2 separate regions of the Mus musculus genome follow, and region 1 is linked to region 2. The links are chromatin contacts, called in public promoter capture Hi-C maps. All regions are on one chromosome and are shown on one strand. The core of a region is the stretch at or near the end of the contact, and the rest is flanking DNA. Distances in the headings are between cores, read along the strand shown.

The links. Capture Hi-C pulls out chosen DNA fragments and counts their contacts.
Region 1: a contact with region 2 is called in a promoter capture Hi-C map of adipose tissue. The contact joins the promoter of Lrrc39 here to the promoter of Slc35a3 in region 2. A contact is called at or near these places in 6 of 115 datasets of contacts at active chromatin or transcription factors (bone marrow-derived macrophages, embryonic stem cells, microglia and 1 more) and 3 of 9 other capture datasets (adipose tissue, liver and pancreatic islet).

The regions. Positions count from the first base shown.
Region 1 is chr3:116,559,516-116,565,866 of GRCm38.p6, forward strand. It overlaps Lrrc39 (leucine rich repeat containing 39), which reads left to right and starts at 3,468. Exons shown (of 9, transcript NM_175413.4): 1 at 3,468-3,608; 2 at 6,215-6,351. The coding sequence starts at 6,293. It also overlaps the pseudogene Gm9761.
Region 2 is chr3:116,707,978-116,715,170 of GRCm38.p6, forward strand. It overlaps Slc35a3 (solute carrier family 35 (UDP-N-acetylglucosamine (UDP-GlcNAc) transporter), member 3), which reads right to left and starts at 4,303. Exons shown (of 8, transcript NM_144902.4): 1 at 4,106-4,303.

The sequences.
Region 1 (6,351 bases), core at 2,218-4,717, 150 kb before region 2:
TCTGGGCACCGCAGACATATCCGCAGGTGACACACTCATACACATGAAATAAACCCTTGGAGAAAGAAAAAAAGGAGAAGATGGTTGATTTTTTTCAAACTGATCATAAGATTTTCTCAAAAGCTGGGCCAATACCAGAAAACAGTGTTGCATAATTCACACTAATTTCTTGGGAAAGATTAATTATTTCCATAGAACTGAAAGTGGCCCACCAATATGAAGCAGAATAAACACCTCCTTTTAATTTGTTGTGCACTTGATACCTCATTCAACATACGGGGAAGGTCTGGGATGTAGCTCAGTTGACGGTGCTTGCCCAGATTGCATGGAATCACCATGTAAAACCCAGCATGCCCTTAGCCCTAGCACCCCGGCTGATGCAGGAGGATCAGATGGAAGGTAAGTGTTGAAGACAATATGGAAACACTTATTCTCTGGTAGGAAGTGTGCTTTAGGATAGCCCTCAGAAAACAATCTGGGGATAAATATCTCAGTCTCTCTGTCTCTGTCTCCAGGGTCTCATGTAGACTAGGTTGGTCTTTATGGAGAAAACTCGATGAAACCCATTATTTTTGTAGAAACAATATATGCTAACAGAACATGATATTATAGAGTTCTGAAGAGCTGTGGGTGTGGCTCAGTGGTAGAGTGCATATCAAGCATACGGCAAGATCCTGTGTTCTAGCACAGCACTAAAGCATTGTGTATGCGTCTGTGTGTAGACATAACATAAAAATTAGATAGTTTTGAAAGATCCTGACAGAGTGTAAAAGGTCACAGAAGCCCTGCAACTGGCAAAATAGATTTCATTGTCAGTAGAAATAGCTTCACTGATTTAGAAAAATAGAGGTGCACAATGCTCTGGCTGCTCCTTGAACCCGTGTGTCTGCCAATGTTCTGACCGTTCCTTGAACCCAGGTGTGTGCCCACTGCTGCACCTCACTGCCAGGTGTTTATGATATTGGTTGCTATATTGGTTGCTGGGATAGAGTCGGAAAATCTCCCCAGCAACCACAGTCGGGGCCAATCCGTAGTTGCTGCACCTTCATTAGACTCTTTCCTTGTTTCCCTCCCATACCCATTTCTTTTTTTTTTTTTTTTTTTTTTTTTTTGGGCAGGACCTAGGTTTATTTCAGTCTATGAAAAACTAAAATTCAAAGAAAATTAAATCTTGCTTAAGGGAACATTGTAAAGTAACAATTCTTGATATCACGTGCCTCTTATGATCCATCTGAAAACCATAGAGAATTACATTGTTTTGTGTGTCACTGTTCCAAGAGACAAAACAAATTTAAACAGCTAAACCATCTTAAAAATGCACCAAGCTTATGAAGTCTCAAACAAAACTTTAATTTCCTGTACATACTCCTGTCAGATGAAGTTATTTCCTGTACACCACTTTTGCAAACTGATCTTCTATTTCCTTTCATTTGACCTAGATCAGCTACGAGACCTAGAGAAGGATCGAGACGGCTTGTGATTTCTCTCACGAGACAGAGACCTTTCTCTTCTCCTATCTCTAGAAAGTGACCTGCTCCGGCTTCGGGAAAAGCTTCTCCTTCTTGGGGATCTGCGCCGAGGTGGAGGACTCCTCCTGCGGTAATCATCTCGAGGACGACGACCCCAAGAGGGAGGCGGCCCACGATTCCGACTTCTCTTTTCATCATTCGACAGTTCCACTCTTACACGGCAGCCACACAGTGTTCTTCCATCTAGTTCCCGGACAGCATCAGCAGCATCTCGGGGATCCTCAAATTCGACGAAAGCAAAGCCAGGAGGGTTTCGAGCAACCCACACACTTCTGAGTGGTCCATAATAGCCAAAAGCCCGTTCTAATTCAGTCTTGTTTCCATTATTTCCAAGATTACCTACATAAACCTTACAATCCAAGGGACAGGAATCACGATGCATTTCGAGATCCTGGGTTCAAAAGGCCCAAGCTCAAATCCTAACGCTCCGACAGGCCCACCCGCTTCCCTCTGGCTCTGCTCCTACAGATTCTCGGTCCCGCGGCGTCACGAAATGGCCCCCATACCCATTTCTTGAGGAATCAATCATTTTAGAATAGACATTGTTTAGATCTGGAAATCCCCTACTCTCCCCCTTCTCCTTTCCCCCCTGAGGGCCTATAAAACCTGGGACCCCTGTCCCCTCGGGGTTGACTCCTCTACCCCTGCGTGAGATATGAGTCGTCCCCAGAGCTCTGGTTTTCCCGAATAAAGCCTCCTGTGGTTTGCATCAAGTTTGGTCTCTCATGAGTTCTTGGGGGTCCACTATTATCCCGAGACTTGAGTGAGGGACTCCCTTCGGAGGTCTTTCAGTTTTACCTCTTATATTTTATCTGTGTACAGATGTGTACAGATTTTTAAAAGCTAAGAGTATAATTGTCTTTTTTGGTGTGAGAGGTTTCAAGACACTGTTTCTCTGTGTAGCTTTGGCTGTCCTAGAACTAGCTCTGTAGACCAGGCTGGTCTCAAACTCAAAGAGATCTGCCTGTGTCTGCTTCCCTGGAGTGCCGGAATTAAAAGTGTGTTCCACTACCACCTGGCTGTATGTATAATTCTTAAGAACATGGAATTAGGTCCTGTCTGTGGGAGCTGAGAGTTAAAAATGGAAAGTTAATTAAGTCTGAAGTCCTAGGCTTGAGAGTGTACCTGATAGCAGAAGGAGGTGGACTGGACAGGGCTTCAGTCAACCATTTCTCCCTGAAACTGAAGCTTAGGTGCAGCACAAATTGCGGTTCCTCGCCACACCTTCCCTATTCATTCATCTGAAGCACTGGGGCTTTTACTTCAAGGTAGTGAGGGGCTTTGTCCTGTTGCACATCAGTGTATTTTGAAGTTGCTTTGCTTCCAACAGATCCACTATGTTCTGTTAAGTATGTAAGATCTGTAAGTCATGAAAAGTGGACGGACTTTTAGAAAGAATTCTTTTCTGGCACTTAGAAATTGTTCTCCCTCCAAGAGGCCGGAGAGATGGTGCAGTGCTTAAGAGCACTTGCTCCTGCAGGAGACCCAGGGTCATTTCCCAGCATCCATGTGATAGCACACAACCATCCATCACTCCAGTTCCAGGAGACCCAACAAGTTCTTCTGGCCTGCAGGGCACTGCATGCATGTGGCACACAGCCATACATGCACACAAAACACCCCCCCCACACACACACAGTTAAAAAATTTAAATTAATTTAAAAAGAAATGGTTCTCCCAGAGACTTTCCTGGTGTTTGTAGGAACACACTCATGTACATTATCAGAGACTTCCCTGGTTTCTGTAGGAACACACTCACATACATTATCAGAGACTTCCCTGGTGTCTGTAGGAACACACTCACGTACATTATCAGAGACTTCCCTGGTGTCTGTAGGAACGCACTCACGTACATTATCAGTTGAACCTTTGCACAGAAGCCCCACGTGACTCTTGCTATTCTCAGCCTTGTCCAGGAGCTAAAATTAGAAGTAGGCTGACATGACTTTTCACTTGGTCACAGCCCGACAGAGTTTTAGTCATTTGGAGCCACACTGGGGGAAAAAAAAATCACCTTGGATCTGATTCTAGCTGAGAATCAGGGAGCTCTGGGCATGTTGGCTGCAGCAACCCCCTATGGTAAGTGCTTTTCCGAAACAATTTTCCTCCGTTCCTTCTGCTTAAAGAAATTACAGGTGACGATCTCACTGAAAAAGTTTATCAGCTGATCACAGATATAACTTCTGAGCCTTGTAAGGGGGCTGTGGTCACTTACCTAGCCGTCGTCCTCTGGGACACAGGAGATAGGCTTCCTGAAAGTTAGAGTTTAAGGTTGTGTTTCTTCAGTTGTTTAACTTTTGAAAGCAGCTGCCCCACCGTGTCATTGACACACTTAGCTCGCTGCTGTGCTGTGTGCCTTTCCTTCACAAAGGAGCTAGATGCAGAAATGCCTTGTTACAAACTTGTTTTTTTTCTGAAGCAAATCTGTCATGTTAAGGAAATTAGTATTAGAGATGACCAATATTTAATGTCAAGCAATGAAATAAGTTAACAAATGAGAGTTTATATAAAGATAATGCAATACGGAGATAGCTTGCATTCATGAAATATTTTAATTGTATATGGTTGAAAGTATTTAGTACATACATCAGCTTTATTAACATCTGATACAATAAATTCTAGGTGACATGTCCAGGCAGTAAGGTCCCCAGTACATGTTCTTCAAGGCTCCTCCTTCCACCTCCCACTCTCTTCTCTTATTTGTCCATTCTTTCCTGACTTCCTTTCTTTCCTTTTTTATCCTTCCTTCCTTCCTTCCTTCTTTCCTATTTTGGTAAGGTGTTGTGGTGTACCTAAGCTGCTCTCAAACGTACCATCCTCCTGCATCAGCCCATCAACAGACATATACTATTATGCCTGATCCCAAGGTCTCTTGACTGCAGAAAGATCTCACACTCAGCTCCTGTCTGTGGGCTCCGCGCACTCTGCTCACATCCCTCTCTAAGTAATACTCTGCATATTGTAGATGACAAAGCAACCCAAAGTTTTCTTCTGACAGCTCTTTTCGGGTTCCTTTTCTGACTGCCTCCATGAGCCTCAAATAATTTTAATTCTAATTCTACAATTTAGACATGATTAGCCAAACGTCCTGGGCCAAATGAAGGTATCCATGAAAAAGCAAAATTCCATGATGCATTCATTTTATTATTATTATTACTAATTATTATACTATTTTGAAAAATCATTGTTGGGGGACACTTGTTCATAGTGAGCAGGAATGTCTATACCTCGTATATCACCTATGCTCTTTGAAAGTAGTTACAACCAACTCACAGTTCCACCAATGCAAAGCACTGGGGGAATCCTCTCACCCAAACTTTCACCAATAGTTGGTAGAGTCAGTCTAGTACAATTGGCCATTTTGATGAGGTATGTATAGATAGTTTACTATGGTTTAATCTATAGAATCTTAAGGCTAAGTACAGTCTGTGGGTTTTTGTTTTGTTTTGTTTTGTTTTGTTTTGTTTTGTTTTGTTTTTGCCATTTGGATTTCCTGGGCTTTTCCTACCTTGCTGGTTTTACTTGGTTGCCTCTTTTTCTTCCTTCTTATTAAATGTTAGATGCAAACAACGGGTTTCTCCACAACATCGTGATGCACACGTGGAGCACACGCTGGTCACAGCCACATTTCCTGTGGCCTCTGCTACTGTACTCTCTGTCTTCTGCACAAGCCGTCTCCTGTTTCCTAAAAGTTCTCCTACTCTTTCTCATAAAAATGCAAAACAGTTATCTACTTACTTTGTTATTTCTAAAACATAGGTATTCCTGTGTACATTGCTGTGGAATTGTATACCACAGATGTATTTCTGTGTGCATTTCTGTGGAATTGTATACCACATATGTATTTCTGTGAAATTGTATACCACATGTGTGTGGATGCCTTTGGAGGTCAGGAGAAGGCATCAGATCCCCATGAACTGGAGATAGGCAGTGGGAACGTCAGGATATGGATGCTGGGAACCAAGCCTCAGTCCCCAGGAGAGGAGCAAACGCTCTTAGTTATGGAGCTGTCTCTCCAGCCATCTTAAAACAAAACAAAACCAGGCTTAATTGATTTCCTTGTAGGAAGCCTTATGTTGTAGACACAGCTGGGGCCTGGGGCCTCTGCATGCTGTCAGGCTGGTGGCAACCACCTTTACCTGTGGAGCCATCTTGAGGGCCCCAGACTTGCCTAATGTATCGTAGCTTAATTACTTTCCCATAGCTGGATGCAAGTCTGGTTGCAGGTTTTCATTATCATGGACGACATGGTAACAAAGGAAGCGGATTGGACAGCAGTTCCTGTTCCAACCATGTGTGCTCCCTTGAGGGTTAGCTTCCTCATATGAATACTAAAGGCAACAAAAATACTCACATCATAGTTTACATGGGTTTAAAATAAGGTATGGGCTGTGGGGGCACACACCTTCAATCCCAGCACTTGAGTGGCAGAGGCAGGTGGAGTGGAGTTCGAGGCCAGCCTGGACTACAGAGTAGGTTCCAGGATAGCCAAGGCTGTACAGAAAAATCTGTCTCAAAAAGCCAAAATAAATAAATAAATAAATAAATAAATAAGTAAAATAATAAAATAAGATATGGCATGCAAATATATGTGGAATAGCTGGACGCAAACATCACCTCTCATGATTGTTATCAATCATTAATATTCTGAAACATGATGTCTTTCCCCTGTCTGGTATACTTAGGTCTTTACTGAGGTGTCCTGTGACTCAGCTCTTCAGAACGTAATGAAGTAGATGACTTGACTACAATGTGGGAAAATCATGACAGAAAGTGCGGTTTGTACCGGGGCCGTCAGTGCTGTAAAGGAAGTCTGGGAAGA
Region 2 (7,193 bases), core at 3,053-5,552:
CATTCATTTGGGATATTAACTTCCTTGGGAGGGGGTGTTGGGGAGGGTGAGACAGGGTTTCTCTGTCCTGGAACTCACTTTGTAGACCAGGCTGAAATCCACCTGTCTCCACCTCCCAAGTGCCAGGATTCAAGGTGTGCGCCTAGGCAGGTATTAACCCTTAAAAGGCACGTGCTTGAGTGCATACATCCATCTCAAACTCAGTGATGTAGGATAAAGCGAAAATCACATGACCTGTGTCATCGTCAAAAGTCATCTAAATGGAACCAATGATAATTGTCCTACTTCAGAAATAATTAAGGTCCAATGGAAAAGTGCCACAAGTTAGAGGCTATCCTGGACTACTTATTAAGTTCCAGGTCAGCCTGGAGGACTATGATGTGAAACCCTATATAAAATACCTTGGTGTGACTCTAATAAAGCAAGTGAAAGATCTATATGACAAGAACTTCAAGTCTCTGAAGAAAGAAATTGGAGAAGATCTCAGAAGATGGAAAGATCTCCTATGCTCATGGATTGGCAGGATTAATATAGTAAAAATGGCCATCTCACAGAAAGCAATCTACAGATTCAATGCAATCCCCATCAAAATTCCAACTCAATTCTTCATAGAGTTAGAAAGAGCAATTTGCAAACTCATTTGGAGTAACAAAACACCCAGAATATCGAAAACTATTCTCAACAATAATATTATTATATAATAACAATATTCTCAGGTAATCACCATCCCTGACCTCAAGATGTATTACAGAACAATAGTGATAAAAATTGTATGGTATTGGTACAGAGACAGACATGCAGATCAATGGAATAGAACTGAAGACCCAGAAATAAACCCACACACCTATAGTCACTTGATCTTTGACAAAGAAGCTAAAACCATCCAGTGGAAAAAAGACATAATTTTCAACAAATGATGCTAGTTCAACTGGTGGCCAACATGTAGAAGAATGCAAATTGATCCATTCTTATCTCCCTGTACAAAGCTCAAGTCCAAGTGGATCAAGGACCTCCACATAAAACCAGATACACTGAAACTAATAGAAGAGGAAGTGGGAAAAGCCTCAAACACACAGGAACAGGCGAAATTTTCCTGAACAGAACACCAATGACTTATGCTCTAAGAACAAGAGTCTACAAATGGGACCTCATAAAATTGCAAACCTACTGTAAGGCAAAGGACACTGTCAATAGGATAAAATGGCAACCAACAGATTGGGAAAATGTCTTTACCAATCCTACATCCGATAGAGGGCTAATATTCAATATATACAAAGAACTCAAGAAGTTAGACTCCATAAAACCAAATAACCCTATTAAAAATGGAATACAGAGCTAAACAAAGAATTCTCACCTGAGGAATACCGAATGACTGAGAAGCACCTGAAAAAATGTTCAGCATCCTTAATCATCAGGGAAATGCAAATCAAAACAACCCTGAAATTCTACCTCACACCAGTCAGAATGTCTAAGAATAAAAACTCAGGTGACAGCAGATGCTGGCAAGGATGTAGAGAAAGAAGAACACTCCTCCATTACTGGTGGGATTTCAAGTTGGTATAACCACTTTGGAAATCAGTCTGGAGGTTCCTCAGAAAACTGTACATAGTACTACCTGAGTACCTAGCTATACCACTCCTGGGCATATACACAGAAAATTCTCCAACATATAACAAGGACACATGCTCCACTATGTTCATAGCAGCCTTATTTATAACATCCAGAAGCTGGAAAGAAACTAGATGTCCTTCAACAGAGGAATGGATACGGAAAATGTGGTACATTTACACAATGGAGTACTACTTAGCTATTAAAAACATTGAGTTCATGAAATTCTTAGGCAAATGGATGGAACTAGAAATTATCATTTTGAGTAAGGTAACCCAGTCATAAAAGAACACACATGATGTGCACTCACTGATAAGTGGATGTTAGCCAAAAGCTCAGAATACCCAAGATACAATTCACAGACCACATGGAGCTCAAGAAGAAGGAAGACCAAATTGTGGATGCTTCAGTCCTTAGAAGGGGAACAAATTACTCATGGGAGAAATACGGAGACAAAGTGTAGAACCGAGACTGAAGGAAAGGTCATTCAGAGACTGCCCCACCTGGGGCTCCATCCCATATACAGACACCAAACTCAGACACTATGGTAGATACCAAGAAGTACTTGCTGACAGGAGCCTGATATAGCTGAGAGGCTCTGCCAGAGCCTGACAAATACAGAGGCATATGCTCTCAGCCAACCACTGGACTGAGCACGGGTCCCTAATGGAGGAATTTGAGAAAGGACTGAAGTAACTGAGGGATTTGCAACCTCATAGGAAGAACAACAGTATCAACCAACCAGAACCCCAACCCCCAGAGCTCCCAGGGGCTAAACCACCATCCAAAGAGTACACATGGAGGGACTCATGGCTTCAGCTGCATATGTAGCAGAGGATGGTCTTGTCCCGCATCAATGGGAGGAGAGGCCCTTGGTCCTGTAAAGGCTTGATGCCCCAGTGTAGGGGAAATGCCAGGAGTGGGAAGGAGGGTGGGGAAGCACCCTCACAGAAGCAGGGGGAGGGGGAGAAGGGATAGGGAGTTTCCAGAGAGGAAACCAGGAAAAGCGATAACATTTAAAATGTAAATAAAGCATCCAATAAAAATTAAAAATATATAAATAAAAAATCCTATGGTTATCTTAAAAACATTTCAATATGTTGGGTAAAGTTACTTTTTTAAAAAGAATGTCTAGCTTAGAAATAAAACTATTTTTAAAAAAGAATGAAAGGATTACATTAACTTGTATCATGGAGTGGTTTACATTTTGAAGGGTTTTTAATGGCTACCTAAATTATTTAAAATCTATTCTTGGTTATGGATACTCCACAGTAGCTAAGCACTTACCTAGCCTTCAGTATGACCTATGTTCCATCCCTAGAACCACTAACTAAGTAAATTGTCGCTGAGTATTTCTGAGAGAACTGTCAGAGAGTGGCATTAAATCTCCAGCTTCAAAAAGCGATTGCAAAGAACTAAAATTACAGCTCAGTGACAGAGTGCTCCGTCAATTCCCACGGGGTTCACTGCCCAGCACAGCCACACACAGTGAAGAGGGGGCAGGAGTGGGGGTGTGTGGGTGGATGAAGAGAACCAGGAGATAGTGAGACAGAGAAGAGAGGGGGCCCTGCTCATGCGTGTGCTATCAGGTCAGGCGTAGTTCCAAGGCAGAAAGACTTAAAGCTGCAAGTTCCGTTTTGGAAGCTATTGGTATGGTGCACCTGAAAGTGACCAGAAAATAAGGGCAGATGCGGTAGGAAAAAATTTAAAGGGAGGGAAGTTAGTCAGACGCATAAACGTAGGAGTCATTCATTTGAAAGCAAGCAACTTGAGTTAGTAGCAACGGAATGAAGACGTGAGAAACAACCAAACATTACCTGTAACTACCAAAATAAGTGTCTACAAAGACTCAACTCAGGTGCCATCTTCAAATATTGCGTTTAATAGGATATAATAAAGGGCACACTCCTATAAGTGCCTTGCTACAGTTAAAACCCATTACTTCGTTTAATATCCCTTAATTAATCTGAACTAGCAGAAACTTGAGTTAGCTTAAATAAAATGTTCACTAAGCTCCCCACTCTTCAATACTTAGAACCCCTGCAAACTCTCGCCACACACACTGATGGACACCCATCGCCTTCGGTCTAGACTTACCACGGGCACCCTTTCCATCTCTCCAAGTCCCTGCAGCTTCTTGACTACACCGTCCTTTCTCACCGAGCAGACTCGTCCCTAGCCCGGGGTCACAGGCTGAGCCGGAGCTCCCGAAATGACCGCGGAAGGACAGGCCGCCAGCCTGGCCCCCAAGGCACTTGGCCCGCCAGTCTGGAGCTTGCAGGCACACTGCCTGCCACACCCCTCCCCTCCCGACCTTTTCCTCCTCCACCCAGAACGTTTCGGCACGTCCAGGCCGGAGGTACAAGGCGCCCATTCATCTACTCCTCATAAACTAGGGCTGCAGCCGTCCGCTGTGGTCCCGGTGGCCTCAACCGCCCCGCGCCCTCCCAGCCCGGCCTCGGCGTCCCGCCAGCTTCCCCCAGCGCCCTCCGCTCACCCGCCGTGCGGCTCGGCCAGCTGCCCGCACTGGAGCCCCGGGCTCCGCGACGCCGGGAGACCCAGGCTGCCGAGCCCGTCGGCTCCGCCGCGTCCGCTGACCCGCAGCACCGCCGGCTCCCGCCGGCTCTGTGGCCCGGACCGCTTCGGTGAGGCCCAGGCGTTTCCGGGTTCCCGCGGTCCGGTCCGCCAAAGGATCCGGCTTCCGCCTCGGCCCCGGCAAACGCCGTTCCCTGTTCGGCTCCGGGGGCCCCAGCTTCGCGCTTGCGGGACGCGTCCCTGAGGCGACCCCAACCGCGGCTGCTCCTCGCGCAGCTCCCGTGACAGTCTCACGGTCGCCGGAGAGTTTGATAGGAAGGTGTCTCTCTCCCCACAGTCCTGCGGCAGAAAGTGGCGGGATGATCTGTCACTTAAGGAAGGGGACAAAGTCCTTTGGATCAAAGAACTCTGATGAGAACCGGGAGGCGGATCTTGGCTCCTGAAAATGACCACCAGTGAGTTGAAAACAAGATTATACCTGGTGCAGGTTACCAACCTTAGTCTAGGAGCCAGCTGGTTCGGTTAGGAATGATCCCTGTCCCCCACCCTGGGAGACCTGGAAGAGTGTCAGGAACGCAGAATGGGCTTAGTGTCACTAACCAGGGGAAAGGTGAAGAGAGAAAGAGAGCAATTTACCTCTTCCTGTCTGCAAGAATCTCATGCATATTACGTTTCAGTCTGCTAATGTATTTCCAAAAGTTCCCAACCACTGTAGCCATTGCTGGCTGTGGACAGGCTGAAATGTAATATTCTGGGTCCGGATTGATCATCGGATACAGCAGATTTATCCCTTCCCTGTTAAAACAATGCTCCTAGAATTAAGCTTACGCTTCTTTGCGTGGCAAATGATTAAAACCATCCATTAGGGAAGCATCGTTAGAAAACAACGGAGAAAAATAAAATTAAATGACTGTTAGCACATGATGCCTCGCTTAAATGTTTGTGTAATCCGACCTTCAGAAAACTTCTGGGGGATGGAATGTGGATTAGATCTTGATATTTGCTAGGGTCCGAACCTAAAACGTCCCCCAAAGATTCATCATGTGGTAAAGGTTTGGTTGCCAGCTAATGGACTTTGATGTTGGGGGAAGTGAATGGATAGTGAACCTCTGACCTAAGCCACTGATGTATTAAATCTTTGAAGGTATTATTAGGAGATGGTGTAAATGGTGGCACAAGCCTATTTGGAAGAAGTGGGTCGCTGAGGGTGTGTCTTAACCTAGCCTTTCCTCTAGCTCTCTTTGCAGCCTGTATGCTTTTTTTGGTAAATAACTGCCCCAGTACATAAGTTCCAACCAGAGACCCAGAGGCAATGAAACCTAGTCACCATGAACCAAAACATCTGAAACGATGATGTTTCAGGGAGGACTAATAAGTCCTCCCTCTAAGTGGCTTTCTCAGGCAAAAAGAAAGTAACAAATACAATACTTCTTATACTTCTTACTTTTTTTTTTTTTTTGACGGGGTCTCACATTGTAGCTCAGGATGGCTCCAGGCTGGCATTGAAGGTCTCGATCTCTTAGCAACCATCCTGTCTCAGCCTCTCTGTGCTAGCTAGGATCAAAAGCTAGAGCACTCAAATCTGCTTTCTATCCCCTTTTTCCTCCCTACCAACCCCCCCCCCCCCAATTATTGCCAATTGACCCTAGGCCTTTGTACCTCATATACTTCCCACTGAACCCTTTCTCCATTTTTTAAAAAAGAAACTCTGTTGGCATTCCTTCTAAGCTCTGCCCAACCTGACTATCTCCAGGTAGACCTGGCTAGTCCCTCCTCACTCTCTTACTCTTTCTGCCTTTTTCTCTCTCTGATCCCTTTCTCTGCTCTCCCCTTCCTCCTCCCCCCACTCTCTTCTGTTCCTAGCCAGCCTCTCCTCTCCTCTCTCCTCTCCCTCCTCTTCCCCTCCCCCTCCTCCTCTCTTCCTCCCCCTCTCTCTGTCTCTACTCAACTCCCCTTCCCATGTCTCTATAAATAAACTCAATTCTATACCATATCTGTCGTATGGCTGGTCTTTGGAGGGTGTGGGGAGGGGATGCCTCAGCATGAGCCCACCAAGGCACCCCTCCCACACCTTACTATTCCTGGCTCTACAAACATATCTTGGCTCTTTTTTTCTCTCTCTTTTTTTTAAATAAAACGAAACACTTAATATCCTTGTACATGCTAATTACACCTTGGCACTATTGTGAATTGTTTGTGTGTGTGTGTGTGTGTGTGTGTGTGTATCTTTGGTGTATGTGTATACTGATACCCAGAAAACAGTCGATACTCCATAAATGTATGATTGTAAAGGAAAGGGAACATTTAAAATATATAAGCAGGAAAAATATGAAATGGACATAAGTTCTTTTCTGTTGTTTAATTTGGTTTTAAAGACGAGGTCTCCTTATATAGTCCAGTCTGCCCTGAATCTTGCTATCTAGCCCAGATTGGTTATAAATGTATGGTTCACCCTGGCCTTAACCTCTTGACTGCTGGAATCACAGGTAGATACCACTATGCTCAGTGTCACAAATACATAGGTTAGAAAAAAGGAAGATTTTTTTTCCTCTTACTCTTTAGGAAATTTTAAAGTGATTTAAAAAAAAATAGAGGTGGAATGATGGGGGTGGGCTTTAAGGTAATATATACTCTCAAGCTACACCTAGTGTAAGACAGACATTCCCCCCTGTCTGAAACTGGATCAAGATACAGAGCTCCCTGCTCCTTCTCCAGCACCAGGTCTTCCTGGACACTGCCGTGCTTCCTGCCATGATGATAGTAGATAGAACCTCTGAGACTAAACCAGCCCTTAAATATTGTCCCTTAAAAGAGTTGCCTTGGTCATTGTGTCTCTTCACAGCAATAAAATCGTAACTAAGACAAAAGTTGGTACCAGGGACGGTGGTTTTGCAGTGACAGGCCTATGTTTTTGTTTGGAGGAATGTGGATTTTGGGACTTTGGATTTGACAAGCAGTAAAATGCTTTAAGTGGGGCTTACTGGACCACTCTAATAGGGATGTGAAAGACGTGGGTGCCGAGGTTTCCTTCACCTGTGCAGCCCTTGCTC